Linked DNA regions of Mus musculus: regions 2, 3 and 4 are each linked to region 1. A link is a contact called in public HiChIP or PLAC-seq data. All regions are on one chromosome and are shown on one strand. Each heading gives the region's core, a stretch centred on a gene start, on an enhancer-like site or on the middle of the called end of the contact. The rest is flanking DNA. Distances are from core to core; before and after follow the strand shown.

Evidence for each region. HiChIP or PLAC-seq counts read pairs in DNA pulled down with a chosen protein or histone mark.
Region 2: a FOXA1 HiChIP or PLAC-seq map of pancreatic cancer cells shows a contact between it and region 1. The contact joins the enhancer-like site here to the promoter of Nod1 in region 1. A contact is called at or near these places in 8 of 39 promoter capture datasets (cranial neural crest, embryonic stem cells, frontonasal cranial neural crest and 3 more), 2 of 484 Hi-C or Micro-C datasets (Th2 cells and epidermal suprabasal cells), 5 of 115 datasets of contacts at active chromatin or transcription factors (bone marrow-derived macrophages, embryonic stem cells and pancreatic cancer cells) and 5 of 9 other capture datasets (adipose tissue, embryonic stem cells, liver and 2 more).
Region 3: a contact with region 1 is called in an H3K27ac HiChIP or PLAC-seq map of microglia, with 5 times the contacts expected there. The contact joins the enhancer-like site here to the promoter of Nod1 in region 1. A contact is called at or near these places in 10 of 39 promoter capture datasets (the 3T3-L1 cell line, 3T3-L1-derived adipocytes, cranial neural crest and 6 more), 1 of 484 Hi-C or Micro-C datasets (Th2 cells), 4 of 115 datasets of contacts at active chromatin or transcription factors (bone marrow-derived macrophages, embryonic stem cells, microglia and 1 more) and 3 of 9 other capture datasets (adipose tissue, embryonic stem cells and pancreatic islet).
Region 4: an HNF4G HiChIP or PLAC-seq map of pancreatic cancer cells shows a contact between it and region 1. The contact joins the enhancer-like site here to the promoter of Nod1 in region 1. A contact is called at or near these places in 1 of 39 promoter capture datasets (macrophages), 1 of 15 datasets of contacts at CTCF or cohesin (CD8 T cells), 7 of 484 Hi-C or Micro-C datasets (CD8 T cells, Th17 cells, beige adipocytes and 4 more), 5 of 115 datasets of contacts at active chromatin or transcription factors (the SCID.adh cell line, bone marrow-derived macrophages, craniofacial prominence and 2 more) and 3 of 9 other capture datasets (adipose tissue, liver and pancreatic islet).

The regions. Positions count from the first base shown.
Region 1 is chr6:54,970,936-54,974,190 of GRCm38.p6, forward strand. It overlaps Nod1 (nucleotide-binding oligomerization domain containing 1), which reads right to left and starts at 1,677. Exons shown (of 12, transcript NM_172729.3): 1 at 1,334-1,677.
Region 2 is chr6:55,159,962-55,163,216 of GRCm38.p6, forward strand. All of the region lies in intron 1 of Gm34358 (a long non-coding RNA gene), which reads left to right. Among named protein-coding and RNA genes, the nearest start is that of Gm34358, 7.2 kb to the left of the region's middle. Within about 2 kb of position 1,685, at least 17 of the 459 cell types and tissues checked have an H3K27ac peak or open chromatin away from gene starts, as enhancers often do. A contact at or near this core is called in pancreatic cancer cells, where this site is marked.
Region 3 is chr6:55,144,033-55,147,287 of GRCm38.p6, forward strand. No RefSeq gene overlaps it. Among named protein-coding and RNA genes, the nearest start is that of Gm34358, 8.8 kb to the right of the region's middle. Within about 2 kb of position 1,544, at least 20 of the 459 cell types and tissues checked have an H3K27ac peak or open chromatin away from gene starts, as enhancers often do. A contact at or near this core is called in microglia, where this site is marked.
Region 4 is chr6:54,829,422-54,832,676 of GRCm38.p6, forward strand. All of the region lies in intron 1 of Znrf2 (zinc and ring finger 2), which reads left to right. Among named protein-coding and RNA genes, the nearest start is that of Znrf2, 14 kb to the left of the region's middle. Within about 2 kb of position 1,775, at least 53 of the 459 cell types and tissues checked have an H3K27ac peak or open chromatin away from gene starts, as enhancers often do. A contact at or near this core is called in CD8 T cells, pancreatic cancer cells, pancreatic islet and 1 more, where this site is marked.

The DNA.
Region 1 (3,255 bases), core at 427-2,926:
AGCCAGGGCTATACAGAGAAACCCTGTCTCGAATAACCAAAAAAAAAAAAAAAAAAAAAAAAAAGAATATATTTGGTATAGAAGAGCAGGAGAGTGGGGCTTTAAGGGAGACAGTTTCTGGACACACTCCATCATAGTGGCTATACCAAATAGATAATTGTCTTCTAGTAACAGAGCCCCTGCCAGGGACCATAAGGTGTGGGGTGGATGTTACCTTAATCTGTATTAAGCCTCACTTTGTCTAGACTTTACCAGTAAGAAAAGAGAGGCTCGAAGGGATCATTTTGAACTTGCAGCCAATCACATCACTCAAGTGACAGAATCAAAGATTGGAACCAGGTTTACTGGGTGTATGTTCAATAAAAACAAAACTCTTGTGACCTTTGCAAGGGTCCTCCCTCTCCCACCTCTCTGCCTTGGGTTTTTAGTCTGCCTCTCTCCTGGCCAGCATACCTGTCTGTTTTCCAGTGGCTCCTGGATCACAACTACCACACAGATCTCTGCTCCCAGGTACAACAGAGGAACCTCTCCTCTCCAACAGATGTCCTGGAAGTTACCCATACACTCCAGGTATCCTTAACATCTAAAGCAGGAAGGCTGCTTTTAGGAAGGCAATCAGACTCCATTCTATACCTTTGGCTTCACCCTTAAAGGATGGAGGGCACTTGTCAAGGGTTCTCTGGCCTCCCGAGGCAATTTCGAACACCAATAACTTAGGCAAATAACAAAGGTGCTTTGCAGTCTGTCCACTTTTATGCTTTTTACAGTCTATGAAAACACTGCACACTCGAGGACTTTTTTTCAGTTTGATATTCGGGCAACTCTGCCAAGCAAGCATTGTCTTGCTTCCTTCTTTTGTATCCCATGAAACTCAAGGGAAGTTCTCCTTTGGCTCCAGGACCATAGGAGGTTCCTGGAAGCAGCCAGCCTGTCTGCAGCACGCGCTCAGGAAGGTCCAGGTCAGCAGGCACTTTCTTTTGAAGGCTGCCTGCCCATTGGTCTCAGACTCCTAACCCTACGTGCACATTGGAATCACCAAGGGAGCTCTGAAGCAATAGTTTAGACATTCCGACAGAATTAATTTGTCGAATAGTCTGGGTGTCTGGATTTGCTACACTTTAAGTTGCAGGCAGGCGGGCTGAAAACGCAGGCCTTAGATCACACTGGGATCTTGATTCCGCTGATCTCTGAACTAGGGCTGCATCTGACACTCTGGGTGAGGGGTGGGAGGCGGGGGTCTCTCCCCTGGAGTTTCAGCCAGAGCTCTTCCACAGCAGCCTTACATTTCCTCAGCTGGTTACAGAGCCTGCGGGCGCCAACCCCCATGACTTACCAAGTTGGCAGGACTTTGGCTCAGTTGGCCCTGGAGTACGGTGACTCTCAGCAAGGGGATCCGGGGACTAGGGTCGCGGATCGGGCGGGACAACAGCTGGGAGGGAGGGCGCTACCGCTCGCGGTCCGGGATCAGGAGCTGGCTGTGTCTACGGCCGGCCGCGCCTGGGCTCGGGTGGGCTCCGGGGAGGGAACAGGGCGGAGCGGGCGGAGGAGGCGGGGACCATCCGTAGCGCTGCCCCCCTGTCTCGTTTCCCGGGAAGGAGCCGCCGCACACTGCATCGGACGAGCGGCCACTGCGCAGTGGGAGTGGGCAGGCCTCGCAGTTCGCCCAGGGGTGACACCCTGGGAACTCGTCGTGCCAGCTCTGCCACGGCCGCGGAGAGCCAAGGCCCGCCCCCTGAGAGTGCCACCCAGCGCCTGTAACCACAACCAATGCCGGGACCCGGGCAGAAAGGCTGTTAAACTAAGCAAACTAAGATCAAAATAAGATTCAGTTTGATCTACTTTCAGAGACGGAGACTTTCTCCTCCTCTGTCGTTAAGTCTTCTCTTGACCACGAATATTCTAGAGCCTTTTCCTTTACTGTAAGGAATTACGTAAAGGAATTAACATGTTAATAAACCGTCCGAATAAATATTTTTAAACGTTTTTGACAGTTAAACAAAAGTGCTTTGAGATTTTTGGCCACATGTAGTCATGGTTATGAAAACTCGCATGAAGTTGACCCTCTGAGAAAAGCAAAACCGAAACTGCAAGAACTGTGTTCTTGCATGCGTGAAGGCCTCCCTCCTCCTGCAGTGTGCTGCAGTGCTGCAGCTAAGTGACTGAAAGGAAAACTTTGATTCTAAGAGCCTGATGTGCTAAGACGGAGCCAGAACAACCGTACTGTGCACCTGCAGGGCACTGTTCATTCTTAGCCTTCTGCTTTTTGCTTAGACTATTATTTACATTTTTGGGGACAGCTGTTCCTTACTTGTTATTTTGGACTTTTTATTTTGGGATATTTGTAAATTAATAAATAACTGGAGGAAATAATGCAGATTCATGTACCTGTAACTCAATTTGCCCCAGTCTTGAAGAGCTACAACACAAAAAAAGCTATGGTAAGCAGAAAACAGACTACTAATAGAGTCAAGATACAGAACAGGTCCACCCCAAGCAACCTTGTTCACCGTCCCACCCTGTGCTCAGCCTCTGGCAACCACAAACTTGTTCGCATTGCTAGAAATGTATCAAGACTTTTAAAATAGATGGAATCAGGCTGCACTTTGGAATAACATTTTAAAATTCTGTATTACATTTGTGTGTGTTTGGGTGTATGAGTACATACATATTATGATGCACATGTGGGGATCATAGAACAATGGCAGGGCTTGGTTTTCTCTTTCCACCATGTGGCTTTGGGGCATAATTGAATTCCGACTTGGTAGCAGGCACCTTTACCCACTGAACAGTCCTACTGGCTCTAGTATTTTGCTATTTTGTTTTCATTTAGTATAATCCTAAGAGGATTCACCGAGACCATTGCTTGTATCAATAGTGATTCCCCTTTAATTATTTTCCTTGGGCAGTATTCCGAAGCACATGTTCCTGTAGCTTTTTGAAATACTGCTTACCTTTTTGGGCTATTTTCAGCCTTTGGCATCAATTTCTCAAATGCCTATTCATCTATCTTCTGAAATAGCTAAACCATTTAGCATTTCCACCGTTGACCAGCTAAGTGACTGCTTCATAGCATATCACCAGCTTCTGGTGCTGTCCCATTCCATCTTGGCCATTTGGATAGTTGTATTGCCCTCGTGAGACACTGCTGTGGTTTTAGCTTGCTGATGACGTGGACTTTTCACGTTTGTCTACATGCCACCTGTATCTTCTCTTGAGGAAAAAATGTCTGTGTGTCTCTTGTTCATTCACCTAAAT
Region 2 (3,255 bases), core at 435-2,934, 190 kb after region 1:
CAGCTGAAGTGTCTTCAGTGCCTCCTAACTTTCCCAGAGTAAGATGATGGGCCTTGCAGCGATATATAGAGCTGTGCATGAACACATCCTATGTCCCCCTAACCCCCGCCCCCTTCATTCTCCTCCCAGGCATTAATCTGCCAGATGCTATTTCAGTGACCCCAGGGCTCTGGCACTGGCCATTCTCTCAAAGATACTTCACTAGACACTTCTTTTTAAAAAAGATTACCTCCCATCTTTAAAGAATTATTTATTTATTATATGTAAGTACACTGTAGCTGTCTTCAGACACTCCAGAAGAGGGAGTCAGATCTCCTTATGGATGGTTGTGAGTCACCTTGTGTTTGCTAGGATTTGAACTCAGGACCTTCGGAAGAGCAGTTGGGTGCTCTTACCTGCTGAGCCATCTCACCAGCCCCTCACTGGACACTTCTTGCGCTTCTTTTCCCCTCTCCTTCTTCAAAGGTCACTTCATAGAGACACTCTTCAGCCATACTGGGCACTCCTCACACCTGCTTCCCTCTAGTCCTGTGCATTGTTTTATGGAAGGTCAGCTGCTTTGCTGAGAGAGTCCACTTCCTTTCTATTCCAGGTCTAGACAGTCCACGGCCGCCAGTTGACTAACACAGGGTTGTAGAAGCCTTGAGACATGTCCTTTGCTGTGATGTGGTTCTTGTGATACGGAGCAAATTGGTATTCTAATTATGATTAATGAGATCATGCTTTGACAGCACCAACTCCATCTTGAACTTCTAACAAAAGCTCTAACGGAGCCAAATGGGTGGCTAATAGTCACCCTGACAACTGGCTGACAGCCACATTGGCAACTGTGCATCCATATGTAAATGACACTGTCCGTACCTGGGCCTTTCCCCTGAAATGGACATCCAAGAGCTCAGATAATACTTTCTATGGCTATAAATACAAACACCGTCAGACTGAGTGCCTGACCCGAGACCCTGCCCCAGTGAACTTCTCCATCTCTATCCTTGGCACTATGGCGACACTCCTACCCATAGGAATCACCTTGAAGGGTGGTCTCTTGAGCCACTTTGGCAGTTTCTTTTGTGGGCACAAGCTATTATTTTCCTTGCTAGTGTTCTGTTCTCAGGTGACTTTCTACCACCTGGTTTGTCTGGTATTTTCATCTATTCCTCCTGTTATATGTTTTTGCTTCTTCCGGTTTTATGTGCAGTGTAATAAGCCAGTTCACTTAGAAACAGTCTGCCTGGCCTGGCTCTCATCCAATTAAAGGGCAAAAGGAGCTGTCTCTCTTGGAGAAGATGATACTGTTACTAGATTGGGGAGCAGGCCACTGTACTTGTTGTAGTGTGACAGAAGATTTCAAGGCAGAGTATGTATATAGAATGCCCAGAGCTCCCGCTACCAGGCTGAATAAAGATGGTTCCTCCCACTCCCTTGCCTGTTCTAGGGCAAATCCCCAAAACCTCTTCACTGTTCTGCTTCTAGGAACTGGCAAACCCACAGGACTTGCAACTGCAACAGCAGCTTGTCCTACACCCCTCAACCTACTCGTTGTTGTCCTACTTAAGACCCACCAAGTGTTCCTGTGGTTTTGTTTCTTCTAACAGAGATATTTCACCTGGTTTGTCCCTGGTGTTCAATGCCTGCAAACAATAGGTCTTCTATAGATACCGTGTTTTGTGACTCACCACTTACTATTTATGCAGCAAGTATTGCTGTACCGTGAGGTTTGTGGGAAGCTCTGGCTGGGCTCCAGTATGAGCAGGAGAGAGACAGGAAAGAAGGCTGGTGGGGACCAGCATCGGAAGAGGAAACAGGAGGATGCTGGGCTGAAGCAGCTAAGAGTACAGGGGCCTAGGGTGGATGGTACGCTGAACATTCCTGAAGCTGTGGTCCCACCCCGCCCTGGGGGTAGTCATGAGTAGATGGCTCGTGTGCTCTGTGCCCCAGACAGAGAGGCCAGCAAGGTAGATCCCAGGGGATGCACAATCTTCATCAACAGCACAGACTGACAAGGACCCAGGCTCTGTCTCATGGATACCAGCATGGAGCATCAAGTCTGCATCTTTGTGGCGAACAGGGAAGAGCTCCCCTGGGGGTGGGGTGTATATAGGAAAGACTTCTTCCAGGAAATGTGTGTCCTCGCACAGAGCCCTTCATGGGGCAGGTGGCTTCATTCCTGGTGCCATCGGATCCATTTTGTGGCAAGTTCTTCTTGCTATAAAAGCACAGGACAGTTTTCAGAAAGGTCGCCACCACGATGCTGGTGGTGACGGCAATTAGAGTCCTCCAAAGCAAGAGGGCGTTTTCCTAGAAGGGAGGGAAGGCAGATTCCTACTCCAGAGCTCTGACAGGCCCAGGAATGAAGCCACCTGTCCCAATGAGGGCCCCGTGCCGGGCCCCACACTTCCGGGAAGAAGCTTGTGTTATATCTACCCCAGCCCCAGGGGAGCTCTCCTCTGCTCACCAGGAGAGATGCAAACTCTGGGCTTCAGGCTTCCATGAGGCAGAGCCAGGGTCCCTGCCAGTCTGTCCTTCTGTTGATGAAGATTATATAGGCCCTGGGATCCACCTTGTTGGCCTCTCTGCCCTGGGCACAGAACACACGGGGCACCTAATCTCATCATCTATCCATTCCCATGGCAGCCAGGCACAGATAGGATGGAAACCCAGGCTACCCCTTACTTACCCAAGGCGGGTCTTTATGTTCTCTGAGCTCCAATTTATGCATCTGCAAAATGGAGGGTGTGGTTGGTGGTCTTGGTTGTCAATTTTACTACATCTGGGATTGACTAAAACCCAAGCAACTGGGCATGCCTGTGAGGTGTTTTCTTTATTGGATCATTTAAAGTGGGAAGACCTGTCCTAAATCTGGGCCACGCCTTCTGGTGGGAGCACAATATGAGAGATGGAGGCTTTTGCTTTTTTGCCTGATTGCGTTCACAGTTACTGGAAAGTTTATCTAGCCTGCTGCTAAGTTTTTTTTGTTTTTTTGTTTTTTTAATTTTTAAATTTTTTTTTTACTACGATTAGAAGCTTCATCTTTGGGATTCCAATGTAGACTGAAGACTAGCAGAAATATCTAGCCTCATGAACAGTAGCAACAACTGAATTTATAGCCTTTCCACTGGGAGACAGAAATCACTGGACAAGCTGAGGGTGGACTTTGGGGTTTCAAAAGCCCATGGCATGTTTCTTTCTCTGCCGGCTGCCTTTGGATTGGATGTAAAGCTCTCAGTATCATGTATGCTGTCATGTTCCCCGCTGTGA
Region 3 (3,255 bases), core at 294-2,793, 170 kb after region 1:
TGTCTACTTTAGGATAACAGTGTTTCACATGTTGTTTTAGCAAGACATCCTTTCACCTGTGTGCCCCAGCAAAACATCTAACTTTCCAAAGAACTAGGCGTTTCCACTTCAGAGACTGATTGAGATGCTAAGTCACATCCAGATAATACCTTCACTACAGCATCTCATCAGGTATTTGGACAGACAACAGGACACCACATCCTTGCCCAGTTGATACATAGTGTTTTCCACGGTTGGGTTCTATGCCTGTCCACTCCATTGACCTATGTATCTGAATTACAAGTCACGACTCCACATTTAGTGTTGCCAGCTGGAGATGGGGCTGGATGGCTAGTTTCTGTAAGTGTGGATGAAGCTCATGTGTCTATCAATAAACTCTGGAAGGTGGCAACTTCCTGTTAGGTTCTGAAGTGCCCTCATAGGTCTAGTGTTGGAACACTTGGTCCCCGGCTGATGATTTTGGTTTTGGAGGCTATAGAACCTCTGAGGTAGGAAGTATGATGGTAGAGTTGAGTCAGTGGGGCTGGACTTTGGGGACCATAGCTGAGCACTGCTTCTTCTAGACCCACTGCTAGCCTGAACACTGCTTTGGGCTAAGCTCTGTGTTTCCTGACCAAGCATTTTGCTACCTGATTTGTCAAGAGCTGAACCAACTTCCCTTGTAAATTCCCACCATCACTGACAGCCATGCCCACCCGTTGTGCTGTACCCACTGAACCATGTGAACACAAATAACCCTTGTTTACATTTCTTGTCAGCTACTTGGTCCTAATAATGAAGGAAGCACTATACTAATACTATCAATGACTTTTTCATTGCGTTTTTGAGGGTTTTAATTTTTTTTGTCCCAAAATTTAGTGGTACATATTATATATTTTAACACAGATTATTTTGTTTAAAGATGAAAAACAAAAAACCTTCAGAGGGGAGATTGGCTATGACTTGGTTTGCAGTTTTTCCTAGGTTCCAGGTGGGAAGACCTTGGTCAGACATTTAATAATGGCTCTCAAGGAGAGGCCTACAGGCCTCCTGAGCCTTAGGCCTAGGTGGTTCCTCACCTCAGCTGGGAACTCTGGAGGGTGAGGGTTTCCAGGGAAAGTAAGACCAGGATGTTAATTCTGAACTTGGAGTAGGGAGTACTATAGATATGCGTATGTGGAACCCTGGCAGGTATCTGAGGATGGTGGAGAACAAGCCCGGGAGCTGCTCTAGGGATGAAGTATAGACACATGCATCCCAGTGTGTGGCCCAGCTCAGGTCAGGGGAAGAAGGGGCCATGTAGAAGGATATGCTGGGACAGGAGGAGAAGCAAAAGGAGCCAGGCTCTGTTCTCAGAGACGCTGGCTTCCCTGTCATCAGAGAACAGCTGGGCTGCTTAACAGAGGTTATGATCCTGGAACAGTGAGCCATGGGTCCCAGGGGATTCTTATGATGGATGTGATTGGGCTGAGAGAAGGGAGAGTCATCTTGCTGCTTTGTGTCCCCGAAGGCCACCGCAACACCATTTTTAGAAACTGGTATGTTTAGTGGGGAAGTGAAATCCCACACTGCCCCATGACTTCCGAGTTTCTGAACGTCTGGCTTTGTGAGTTATCTGAAGTTGGAGTAGTTATGGCTGGTGTACACAAAGCCTTGGCTCTTGCTGGGTATGATGCCAGTCCCTGTAGCCATGAAGCCACCTGTGTCTGTAGGTCCTACCTCCATGGGCTCAACCAGCCTCAGGTCAGTGATATCCACAAAGGGAGCCCCAGCACCAGAAAAACAAAACGACAAAAACTGTATCTGCCCTGAATGTGCACGGACTTCTATTCTTGTTATTATCCCTCACAGAACAGTGTATCAGCAGCTACTTACAGAACAGGCAGTGTCCTTTATAAGTAATCTGAAGGTGATTTGAAGTATATGGTAGGATGTGCAGGGATTATATGGAAATACTATGCCATTTTATGTGAGGCACCTGAAGTCCCATGGAATTTAGTATTCACAGAGGTCCTGGATTCAGTCTTTCCTGGCACTGGAGGGTGACTGCACTGCGTGAATTTCTATATTCCTCATACCACCCAGGGAAGAAAGCATAGAGAGATTAGGCAATGGACCTAAGGTCACAGAGCCCATGTGCAGTGGCCCTCGGAGTTGAAGCCCAGAATTTGTGGGCCAGGAATCGGTGCTCTAAAACAGCATGCTTTGGTGCCATTAGAAGCAGCAACCTTGATTCCCAGGGCTTGTAGGAAGAGCATCAGCCCTGCCCACCCAGCATGCCTGCTGACCTGATGACGACATCCCCACCCCACCCCCACCCCACTGCTCTTACTGAACACTGTGAAGGGAGACTCAAAACCTCACCCAATGGTGCATACAGCTTTGTCTTTCTTTTCACTGAGTCCACAGCAGCCTTGTAATGTGCAGGATCGTAATAGGGCAGGAGGAACCACACCTCACAATAGACTGAAAACCCTATCAGCATGCTTAGGAACCTCAAAGGATCTAACTTTTTTCTTTCCTTAAAAAAAGACACAATGCTCTTGCCCCAAGCCTGGAGCCATTGATTCAGTGATAATAGGAGGTATTGTGCTGAGAACAGCGTCTTCTTGTATGGTCGCAGAATGTTCTCTTTGGCAGGTATAAAGAATATTGACAAAAGAGATTCAAATAGTCCTGTGTCATTCCCACCACCCACAACGGCTTCTGAGGAAAAACCGGAAATTGGTTTTGAACGTAGCATAAATACCATCACACATGTCCCCAAATATTGATTCTGTGTGGTGATTTTTGTCACAGCACATAGTAGGTCTCAATAGAAGCTGATTGGAGCCAAATTGCCTATGTGAATTCTGTGTGTTTTTTAAGCTCAACCTAAAGTGGGTGACATCAGTTCTCTGGGTCACAGTCTCCACCCACCCACCCCTAACCCCCATGTAGAGTGGAGCTAGTAGTATTGTCTATCACAAAACAGTGATCAAGTCCAAATAAACCTGTTTATTAAGTCAATATGCAAAATCAGTATACCTGACCTAGTTTAGCAACATGTGTTGTGGTGTAGCTAGTTTCTTCTGTGACTGTGAAGCTGGCCAGCGACTGCAGTTCCTGCTTCTGCCCACTGTCCCAAGTCTGTGTCATACTGTTCAATAGCCAGGCTGTGAAAGAGCCTCCCGCAAAAGTCAAAGCAAGATGTCTAATTACATGTGTAGTTTTCTTTTGTATTACCATGAAGCCTTAGAGTGAGCAGAGACATCCGCAGTTGGGTAGGGGCTTTAG
Region 4 (3,255 bases), core at 525-3,024, 140 kb before region 1:
CTGGCTTTTCTTACATGTAAGAAGTCACCATCCACATGTCCCCTGCAAAGACTGCATGCAGGCTAGCCTCATACTTGTGATTAATACTCTAGCTTGAGCCTCCTGAGTGCTGGAGTTACAATTCAAAGGTGGATTTATTTTATGTATATCAGTGTCTGGGTGACGGTATATGCAAATGGGTGTTGGGTGTGTAAGTGTGTACAGGAGGGTGTTCACCGCCTGGGAGTTGGGATGCCTGCTTTGTCTGTGGATCTTGGGATCCAAACTGGGACCTCCTGATCTGAGTAGGCGCTCTTGACCTCAGAGCTGTTTCTCTAGCTCTGGGAGACATGCTTGTTTTTTAAGCCTTACTTTTAATTTTATGTGTGTGAATGGCTGGCCTGTATCTATGAAAGAATGCCTGGTGCCTGCTGAAGCAAGAAGAGGGTGTCATATATATCCCTTGGAACTGGAGTTGTGGGAGACTGTGGAACCAAACTCAGACTGTGGAACTAAACTCAAAATTGTCTACAAGATTAATAAGTAATAAGTGCTCTTAACCACTAAGCCATCTCTCCAGCCCCAAGACATAGCTTTTTATTCCCATGTTACAGGAGCATAGCAAGAAAGATTTTTTTGTTGTTGTTGTTTTTAAAGAGAAAAAGTTGTTTTTGTTTTTTTTTCCCTCGGATTCAGTATCAAATGTCTCTTTGCCTTTGACCATTGTGTTGTCATGGTCCAGGAAGGTACCTCTAAACACAGCATCTCTAGTAGAACTGGGACTTCCTGGCCATCCAAAGCCCAGGAGCCCCTCTGGGCGGGTCCTTACCAATTCTTGTGGGCGGGCTTACCGCTTCTTGCCTCACCTGGGCAGTGCTGCCCTTTGGACAGACCTTCACTCCAAAGAGGCTGAGTCTGCCTCTGCTTTTCTGATTTTATGTGAAAATTATCACTCATTTACATGCCTTCCAAAGACTGAGTACTAGTTTTTCATTGTGTCATTAGATTAATTTTGTATATTAACTTATATATTTTATTTTGGGAACTGTGAGATGGATCTATTGATAAGAGAGTACTTGCTGCCAAACCTGACAACCTGAGTTTGGTCCCCAGAACACACACAGTGGAGAGAGACCTGTCAGAGCTCGCTCTTTACGCCCTCTGCTCCCCAAACTGTAAGCCAGCCCTAGTTAAATGCCTCCTTTTACTCCTTTTAAGAGAGTTGCCTTGCCATGGCGTCTCTTCTCAGCAGTACAGTCTTTAATTGGCAACCTCAGACAGTTTTGAAACCCACTTTTCTGTTTAATGTGTTTAGGGGATTTTTCTGTGAGAGCATATAAACCCAACTCTTGTTGTTAGCCATTTTGTGTTTACATTTCTATGATACATAGGCACTGTAGCTCCTTAAATCTTTCCTGTTACTGAGCATCTAGGAACGTTCTAGTTTTTGTGTCTGTTAGAGATTAAGTAGGACCTTGCATGTGCTAGTCGTCAAGTGCTCTCCTGCTGAGCTCTTTCCAGTATTGTAATAAGTATCACTGACTATGTCTTTGTACATGCACAAACTCTTCCAGTATGGATGCTGTTTTGACAGCAGTAGGTATAATAGAGTGAGGTATCAATCACCTAAGATTAGTGTTAGATTCAAGAAAGCTGCATTCATATGCAAGCCATGCTTCAGGGCTTCCCAGGCCACTACTTCTCAGGTTTTTTGGTTATTTCCCAGTACTGGCATTGAGTCCAAGGCTTCCTGTATGCCAAGCAAGTGCTCTGGAACACCAGCTCCCTCACTGTTTGCGATAAGATCACATTAAGTTGCCTAGGCAAGCCTCAGACTTGTGATGATCGAGTTCTAGCTTCCAGAGCAGCTGGGCTAACAGGCTGGGCTCCCATCCTGAACTTCTCAGGTTTGGTAACTCAGCACTGATGTACACAGCTCAGGAGAACTCGGCCATTACTATTGCAGCTTGATTATGAAAATTAGAACAGGGCCAGCAAAATGGAGCCCTCCCTCTCTGAGAGTTGCCCACTCCTACACCTGCCTCCCGGGACTGTGGCTCCCACAGAACACACGCTCTGTGTGCCTGCACCAGAGAGCTCGTCCAAGTCTTGCTAGCCACATCACTTATTTGGATTTCATTATATGGACATGATTAATTGGAAATTTGCCAGTCCATTTACTGACTCTAACCTTCATCCAGCTTCGCTGGAGCTTGGGGCTGACTCAGAGCTACATTCTCCAGTCACCAGGAGTCCTTTCTAGCTTCTACTCTAAATGTCTCTGAAACATGAAGTCGGGTGTGGTTCAATCACTAAACTAAAACTAAAAACAACAACAACAACACAACAACAACAACAACAACAACAACAAAAAACCCTGACAGGTTCTTTATTTATTATACAACAATTACCAAGAAATAAAATTTTCTATTTAAACAGAATGCACAACTTAATTTTCATTAGACATCAACCCTCCCTAAGGGCATACTAATTTATTCTGTGCCACTAATATGATTTCTGCTAACTTTACTGTTAGTTTTCTTCTTTTTAGAAAACTATTTTCCCTGTTTTGCTGATAAAACCTTTTCACTTGCATTTTTTGAGTACTAGTGAAAATAATCATTTCCATGTGCTCATTGCTAGCCATGTCTGTGTTTTTCTCATTGCTAGCCATGTCTGTGTGTTTTTCTTATTGCTAGCCATGTCTGTGTGTTTTTCTCATTGCTAGCCATGTTTGTATGTTTTTGCACTGCCTATTTATCAGCTTTGCTCATTTTTTAGCTGCACATTTATTTTATATTGCATTCTGGTTCTCTGTCTAATGTAGATACATAGAAGGTTTTTTGTGTGTACATAGTTCAAATATATCTTCTCATACCATTGGGTTATAAAATAAGGTTTTATGAATGAGGTTCACTGTATTGATCTTTAATAGACACAGGCTTATGAGTTTAAATTAAAATGTTATTTATAAATTTGTTCCTATAATTGAAGAAGAAAAGATCATTACTTCCCACCCCCTCTTTTCCTTTTTTTCTTAGACCAGGGTCTCACTAAGTAGCAAGTGTCCTTGGCTAGCATGTGTAGACCAGGCTGACCTTGAAGTCATAGAGATATGTTTGTATGGCTGTTTTTGATGTGGGATTTTAGGTTTTTTTTATACATAAATCATATGATGTTGAATTTCATAAATTAAATTATTTACTATATAGAGCTATGTATGTCTCACTCTTTTGTACATTTTTGTTTAATAGGAGTAAGGAAAAGTTGAAAATC